2 separate regions of the Mus musculus genome follow, and region 1 is linked to region 2. A link is a contact called in public promoter capture Hi-C data. All regions are on one chromosome and are shown on one strand. Each heading gives the region's core, a stretch centred on a gene start, on an enhancer-like site or on the middle of the called end of the contact. The rest is flanking DNA. Distances are from core to core; before and after follow the strand shown. Region 1 overlaps Ppp2r3a (protein phosphatase 2, regulatory subunit B'', alpha). Region 2 holds the start of Pccb (propionyl Coenzyme A carboxylase, beta polypeptide).

Region 1 (3,804 bases), core at 630-3,129, 80 kb before region 2:
CCACATTTACATCACCTCATCTTACCTTATGTATAGATAAAAATCCCTCCAGTCAAGCTTAACATCATGAATACCAAGTACTAGTATGAAAATAACCTTGGGGGCTGAGGAGATGGCTCAGCAGTAAAAAGAGCACTCGCTGTTCTTTCAGATGACCCAGGTTCAGTCCCCAGCACCCACATGGAACTCACAACTGACTGTAATACCAATTGGTTTTTTGGCCAATATGTTTTTCTGGCCTCCAAGGACACCATACACAATAGTACTCTTACATATAGGCAAAATGAACAAACAAATCATTTTTAAAAAGAAAACTTTGAATTCAGGATTCTGCATCTTTTCAAAATGTGAGTTTCAAATACCACATTTTGGAGTTCATTTACGCAAATATTTACTTCTTAAACAGAACAAATCATGAAAATAAATGGGACCTAAATATAGTAAATGGTGAAATACTATAAGCTGCTGTGGGCTGAGGGTGAAGCTCAGTGGGATATCATGTGCAAAGCCCTGAGATTAGTCCCCAGCAACCCTCCACTCCCCAAAAAGGAAATTAAGTAATGAAATATAACAGTTTCCTGTTGCAGTGATAAAACACCATAACCAAAACCAACTTATAGAAAAAAGGAGTTTAATTTGCCTTATGATTCCAGAGATCTAAGAGTCTGTCATAGCAGGGAAGTGTGAGGTCCAAGAATTCAATATATGAACCTATGGAAAACAGATCTCTTTCAAACCATCACCTTTTTTTTAAAGATTTATTTATTATTATATCTAAGTACACTGTAGCTGTCTTCAGATGCACCAGAAGAGGGAGTCAGATCTCATTTACAGATGGTTGTGAGCCACCATGTGATTGCTGGGATTTGAACACCGGACCTTCAGAAGAGCAGTCAGTGCTCTTACCCACTGAGCCATCTCTCCAGCCCCCCATCACCTCTTAATTATACACAAACAATAGACAGATTGTTGATTTCAGTTAATTCCTGGAAAATAAGAGGAACAAATTACTAATAGTTGTAACTCAGATAAATCTCTCAAAACAAAACAAACAAACAAACAAACACCACTGCAGTGATTAAGAGCACAGACTGCTCCTGCAGAAGACTGGCATTCAGTTCCAAGCACCCATGCCAGGCAGTTCAGGCTTGCCTGAAACTGGCTATGTAGACCAGGTTGACCTTGAACTCAAAGATCCACCTATTTCTGCTTCTCAAGTGCTGGTACTAAAAGTATACACCACCAAGCCCAGTTTATTTTCTATGTGTGCGTGCATGCCCACAGAGAACAGAAGGTGGTAGAATATTCCTTGAGGCTGGAACTAAGAGGCATATGTGACCACCCAATGTGGGTGGTGAGATCCAAACACCAGTCCTCTAATAAGTAATGCAAGAACCATTCTTAACCTCCGAGCTATCTCCCAGCCCATCTTTTTAACCTGCCTTAAAGAAAGGGCGTGGGGGACATCGGGTCTAAATACCTACTATGTTTGAGTAACACAAGAGAAACTTAGTATCAGTTAAAGAGAAAATACAATTGGATTAAGCAAAAAAATATTTCAAATTGTGGTCATACTAAGAGGAGTACCAGTGTGCTTGGAATGAAGATGAGGCAAGGACACAGGAGGGAAAAGCAGGCAGAGGTCACAGGTAAAGGAAGAGGAGGCAGGGACACAGGTAAAGGGTCACGAGAGGCAATGCAGCCACCAGCTCTAGTGAAATTCAAGCAGTACATATGAGATACGCTTGTCACAGACCTCTCGTCTCATGTGGTGAGAGATAAGGCTTGCAGGACACATGTGGGAGTTGAGGTCTCTAGGGAAGAGAAGACAAGCAGCCTGGGCAGCAGGCACGAGAATGTCAGCAAAGGAAACGGCGGCCTGTCACACTGGTCCAGAAGCTGCTGGGTCAGTGCCTGAAAGTCCAAAGGTTCCAACCTAGGCCTTCACCTCAAGAAGAAATAGAGAAAAGTCAGGGATAAATGTCACGCAGAATTGCCAGATCCATATTAGAAAAAGGAAGAGTGTTAAGAGGCTTAGGAGCCACTCAGAGCTGGCCCAGTCACCAGCTGCACAGGCTACCTGACTCCTCCAGCTCAGTTCAGAAAACTTGGTAACTGCCTTCCAGAGGCATTGTGAGAATCGGAGATAGTGCCTGTAAACACCTGGCATCCAGCTACTGGGAACAGGTGCTATGCCTACCCTGGGTAAAGTTAACAAACAGCACACACATGAAATTTGGAGTTAAGCAGTACTAAGCTCAAATTCTTGCTCCACTGCTTACTAGTGTGATCCCAGATTTCCAAGCTATAGGATCCCCTGCACAATGAAACCTCTCTAACACCAAGCTATTTTAAGATTTAAAGAAGACAATGTAAATAGCCAGGTGGTGTTGGCACTCAGGAGGCAGATGCAGGCAGATCTTGATCCCAGCTTGGTCTACAGAGTGGCTTCCAGGATAGCCAGGGCTACACTGAAAAAACCCTGTCTTGAAACACCAATTAAAAAAAAAGGAGGAGATGGAAGAGGAGGAGGAGGAAGAGGAGGAAAAGGAGGAAGAAGAGGAAAAAGAGGGAGAGGAGGGGGAGGAGGAAAATAAAATCTTAGAGCCAAGTTCTTTGTAATAAAAAGTAGTAGCACTTGGGAGGCAGAGGCAGGCGGATCTCTGAATTCGAGGCCAGCCTGGTCTACAAAGTGAGTTCCAGGACAGCCAGGGCTACAGAGAAACCCTGTCTCGAAAAAACAAAAAAAAAAAAAAAAAAAAAAGAAGAAGAAAAAAAAGCAGTAGCTATTTACTTCTACAACTTCTATGGCCATGGCCATATTTCCCTACCCTCTTCCAGTAGAGTTTAGTCAGCTGTAAGTAGCATTCTTCACCCAGGCTGTTCGCTTCATTCCTAGAGCACAGGACATGGCATCACTGATACAGTAACTATCTGTGTAAACAGTGGATTGTGAACTGGAATGTGTAGTATGTCCAAGAGAGCCTGGCCTGTGAGTGGAAACAGATGGACTTACTCATCTTAGCACCGGACTGTAGGCTTCTCTAAGGCAAACCACCATTTTTCTGCCTTCTATGTATCCGTATCACCTGATAGACTGTTACGGAAGTGCCTGAGCAAATACTTACCATAGGGCACAGAGCAACAGTATTCCACCCAATCCCACAACAAGGATGTCTTTAGGAAGCCCAGCACATACAACCTTCCAAAAGTACTAACAGTCATGGATTGCCCTTTTGTCAAGCTCTACTTCACAGCAGATAAATGACTCCAGGCCTGAGGTTGCAGACGCTGCAGACAAACATGGCTAGCTGACACACAATCACAACAAGGACCAGCATAAAAATTCAACCCAGGAATGAACCCAGGAAAACTAGAGTCCCTATCTGAGGAAAGGTTATGCAGTTATTTATAATTAGCATCCTTATTTTAACTTACAACAAAATAAGTTAGAATTCCAGCACCTGCACAGTCAAACAAGAGTTCCCAAAAATACCTGTAACCTGAGCTCTAAAGCAGGTTGCTGGCCTCCAGCCTAGCTGAGAAAACGGAGCCCCAGTTTCAGGAAAAGAGACTGTCTCAGAGAAAGTTGTAGAACATAACAGAAGAGAACACCAACACCCTTTCCTGGTTTCCACATGCATAGGCAATGGGGGCCCAGACAGCTACACATCCTAACTGAATAAGGTGCAGGTGTGGGGAGCATCAGGCTGAGTCAGCAGGCAAAGGTGCTTAGTAAAGGCTATAAGACCTGAGTGTGATTCCCCAAACCCAAATAACGGTGGAAGGAAAGGACCAACTTCA
Region 2 (4,007 bases), core at 923-3,422:
TTAGTAGAAGTGGGAACCGAGGCTGTTGTCCAAGATCACACAGAGGTAACTGGTAGAGATGACCTTATCCAGACTGTTCTAACATCAGATGCCTGGGCTCTTGTCCTGGGAGAGACATAAGAACTCAAGGGTTTCTCAGGCTTCCCCACCCCCAGTTCCCCACCATCATGAAGGGTGCCAAGGCTCTATAAATAAATAAATCTTAAAAAAAAAAAAAAAGCAGGGCCAAGAGCTCTCTCATCTGGTGTCCCGTAGATGTAGGAGTTCCTTGCCCAGTCAGGAGTCTTCAGACCTTGGACAGCTTCTGTCTATGTTGAGGGAAACAGTTCTAAGAAACACAACTTGCGGCAAGTAGGTGGCTCAAAGATGATTATTCAGCCATGTTTAATCCCAGTACTTGAAAGGCTGAGGCAGGTGGATCTCTGAATTTCGGGCCAATCTTGTCTACATCATGAGTTCCAGGCCAGTTTAAGAGAGAGAGAGCCTCAAAACGTAAATGAAATAAATAAATAAAATGACATTAACGTTAAAGTCTCAGGCCAGAATTTGAACTCTGTGGGAGTCCTGCAGAGAGGTGGAGTGAGGTGGATTTAGGAAGGGTTAATAATCAACTCTGGCAGGCTTTTTTTATTTTTTTATTTTTTATTTTTTGGCTAAGAATGAGAAATATGCACCTTGTACTTTGCCTTAAAGACCTGCCACTTCGCTGGGTAAACAGATGAGAAAGCATTCATAGTAGAGTTTTCGAAAGCACTGGAGCAGCACTTCTCAGATGTTAGCATCTGAACTGACTAAAGGGTCCTTGCTAAGAGGTCAGCAGCCTCCCCCCCCCCCCCCCGCCCCCGCCCCCCGCCCCCGCCGCCGCCTTGCATCCCCTCTGATTAGTAGGTCTGAGCCCGAGCAGTCTGCTCCTAGTTTACTTTTCCTATTTCCTCCCAGCTAATGCCAAAGCCGCTGTGTTGACAAGATTCTCTTCTTGACCAAACTTCGGTCAGGCTCTACTGAGCATCTCTTGAATAGAACTGACCTTGGCTCCCAGGTCCTCTCTTCTAGAGGGTAGCTTTGCCAAGAATCCTGCTAAGTCAGTTATGCCAGAATCTTCCACCCTTGATGAGGGATCGCCCTCCATATTTGATAAGGTTCTTCTTCCACTGTCCCCCAAATGATGTCTGAGCACCCTGGCTTGCCTTCAACCAAGCAAACGTTGTTTGTCAGATTGCTCCTTGCCCTGTGTTCCCTATTAATTTTCTATCCATTGAGCTCCCTCCCCGATACATCTTGTCTTTGGTGTATTCGGGGTTGAGGCCAACCTCTCTCCCCTACTGTAAAACCCTATGGAGCCTAGACCTAGCACAATGGTCTCTAAAAGTTTACTTCACCATTCTGTGTCTCGTCACAAACTTAAAAAACATCAAATAATTTGTGTGTATCAGAGTTTGGGCGTGCACATGTGGAAGTCACAGGACAACATGGGGTGTCAATGGTCCCCTTATTTGTGTGAGAATTGGGTCTCATTTGCTTCTGTACATGCTAGGGTGGCTGTTCCGTGAGCTTCCTGGGATTCTTTTATTTCTGTCAGCTATCTCACCTAGGCAACCTCTCTGTACAGACACTCATTACTCTGGCTGAGTACTGAGTTTGGGGACCCCAATTTTGGTCCTCATACTCAGGCTGGCAAAGGCTTTAACTTAGCACTGAGCCAAGTAGCTTCCCAGCTCCTCTCCCCTTTAAGAGACCCTCTCTGGAGCTCAATACGTAGCTCACAAAACATTTCAGTCTTGACGCCATACAAACCTACTTCTGTTCCTGTGTATCCCATCTCTGAAATCTGGATATAAATTATTTCAAGGCTAAGTTTTAAGAGCAAAACCTGGCACAGCATTTGGTAAAAGTTGGTCAGAGCTCATTATCTATTCATTTTTGGGGGGAAGAGGGTCGACGAAGCCTGGAGTTTAGATGGCTAACGCAGAACGAGGAATGAAGTCCTTGTTCTGTGTGGCTACACGGGCACAGAGCTGAGAGGCAGGTATTTCCTAGAACAGGACCGCCTTGAGCCTGAATGCAAGCCTGTGACTGCTACCAGCTTTAGGGCCAGCGACGACGCGCAGGCGCAGACTCGCAATGTCTACGCTCTCTGCGCATGCGTCCTGAGGTGCAGTGTGTGTCACGCTGGCAGTCAAAAAAAAAAAAAAAAAAAAATGGCGGCGGCGATTAGGATTCGGGCGGTGGCGGCTGGAGCGAGGCTCAGCGTTCTGAATTGCGGCCTCGGCATCACGACCCGCGGCCTTTGCAGCCAGCCGGTTTCAGTTAAAGAGCGCATCGACAACAAGCGCCATGCAGCGTTGCTGGGAGGAGGCCAGCGCCGCATCGACGCGCAGCACAAGCGAGTGAGTCACGGGCGCCAGTGCGTCCCGCCCCCTCCGCTCCCGCCCTATCACAGCGCGCCGGGCTCGCGGCGCACGAGCCTCCCAGCCAATAGGCGCTGCGCCTGGGAGGGGCGCGGCGAGAACGTCCACCTGGAGAACCTAGAGCCCCCTCGGGTGTCAGTAGACATCTGCACCACTTAGGGAGGTCCCCAGGCGGTGGTGGTGGGCATTGGTCGTCGGATGGATGGATGGATGTGACCGGTCTCCAGCTGCGCTCCACTTAGCAGCTTTGAACTTTTGGGAAAGGTGGTCTTTAGAAAGCACCGTAAACAGAATAATGTCTTCCAGGTCTTGTTTGAATAAGATTGCCACGTTAATCGGCCACAGGCTCTGAATTTAAAAGACGGGATTGTTCTCCCGCTGCCTGAAAGTGTTTATGACAGTTTTTTTTTTTTTTTTTTTTTTCCCTTCCCTCTTCTCGGGGAAGGAAGCAGTAAAACCCAGGCACGAAGTATTAGAAAAAACTTGGTTATGTTCACATTAACCTGGTGTGTTGTCTCCCTGCGTGCTGGGGATTTGTGACGCCTGTGACCGAGGAAGTCTGGTTGGCCTCTTGAGAGGTTCATGTATCGATCTGCTGCATAGGAAGCAGGTGGACTTTCTATAAACTCTCAGGCTACTCTGCTGAGAGCAGCTGAGGCGGGAATCACATTTGAGCTTCTTCTGGGGAGGTCATTTAGCAGCAGAAAAACAAAAAACAACAGAAGCTGGAAGAGGTGACCCTAGACTTGAAGCCAGACTTGCCCAGTGTGTCCTTGACAACTGAGTGAGTCCAGGCAGAAGAGCTGGATAAGTTAACATGAAGGTTCCCTAAGGGAAGGGCTCCTGTGAAGGGCATGCAAGTCTTACCCAAGTGTGTGAAAATCTGGGTCAAATGTTGATTCAGATGTCCTGAGTTAGGTTTGAAAAAAGAAAAATGCTCAAGGAAAACTATTTATTCCTCTTGACACTTAGGGATGTAAATGTGGTTGTAAGGTTTATGGTGAGCCATAAGCCCTCTCTCCCTTGGGGTCCCTCTGAAGGGCTATTAAGTTCCCTGGGAAAGCCTGTCACTGCTCTGGTAACCTTTCTCTTGGGACACCCTTGCTCAGTTGCCTATTGCACCCCAGGCAAGATCCTGATGCTCTTACATTAAGGCCTTCAGAGCAGGTTTTCTGCTGTCAGAGTTTATTTAGTTGGGAGGCTAATTTGTGTTCCCTTTAAGCAAGTTTTTCATTATGTCCGTGAATCAGATGTCCTAAAAGAGGACCAGAAAGTATGAATATCTTAAAATTTATCGATCTGTCTATTATCTATATATCTATCTATCTGTCTATCTCCGTAGTTGTTAGATTATTTCCCCCCAAAGTACATTTGTTTTCCACAGCCTCTTTCCACAGCCTCTTTGGCTTTTACTTTTTGTTTGTTTGTTTGTTTGTTTTTCGAGACAGGGTTTCTCTGTGTAGCCCTGGCTGACCTGGAACTCACTTTGTAGACCAGGCTGGCCTCGAACTCAGAAATCCGCCTGCCTCTGCCTCCCGAGTGCTGGGATTAAAGGCGTGCGCCACCACTGCCCGGCTTTACTGTTTTATTAGAATATCT

Evidence for each region. Promoter capture Hi-C pulls out the DNA fragments that hold promoters and counts their contacts.
Region 1: a contact with region 2 is called in a promoter capture Hi-C map of liver. The contact joins the enhancer-like site here to the promoter of Pccb in region 2. A contact is called at or near these places in 6 of 39 promoter capture datasets (the C10 cell line, HPC-7-derived erythroid cells, liver and 1 more), 8 of 484 Hi-C or Micro-C datasets (CD4 T cells, Sertoli cells, Th17 cells and 4 more), 2 of 115 datasets of contacts at active chromatin or transcription factors (embryonic stem cells and regulatory T cell precursor) and 3 of 9 other capture datasets (adipose tissue, liver and pancreatic islet).

The regions. Positions count from the first base shown.
Region 1 is chr9:101,112,651-101,116,454 of GRCm38.p6, reverse strand. The region is part of intron 13 of Ppp2r3a (protein phosphatase 2, regulatory subunit B'', alpha); the gene reads left to right. Among named protein-coding and RNA genes, the nearest start is that of Msl2, 40 kb to the right of the region's middle. Within about 2 kb of position 1,879, at least 19 of the 459 cell types and tissues checked have an H3K27ac peak or open chromatin away from gene starts, as enhancers often do. A contact at or near this core is called in liver, where this site is marked.
Region 2 is chr9:101,033,049-101,037,055 of GRCm38.p6, reverse strand. Pccb (propionyl Coenzyme A carboxylase, beta polypeptide) reads left to right here and starts at 2,172. Exons shown (of 15, transcript NM_025835.3): 1 at 2,172-2,387. The coding sequence starts at 2,199.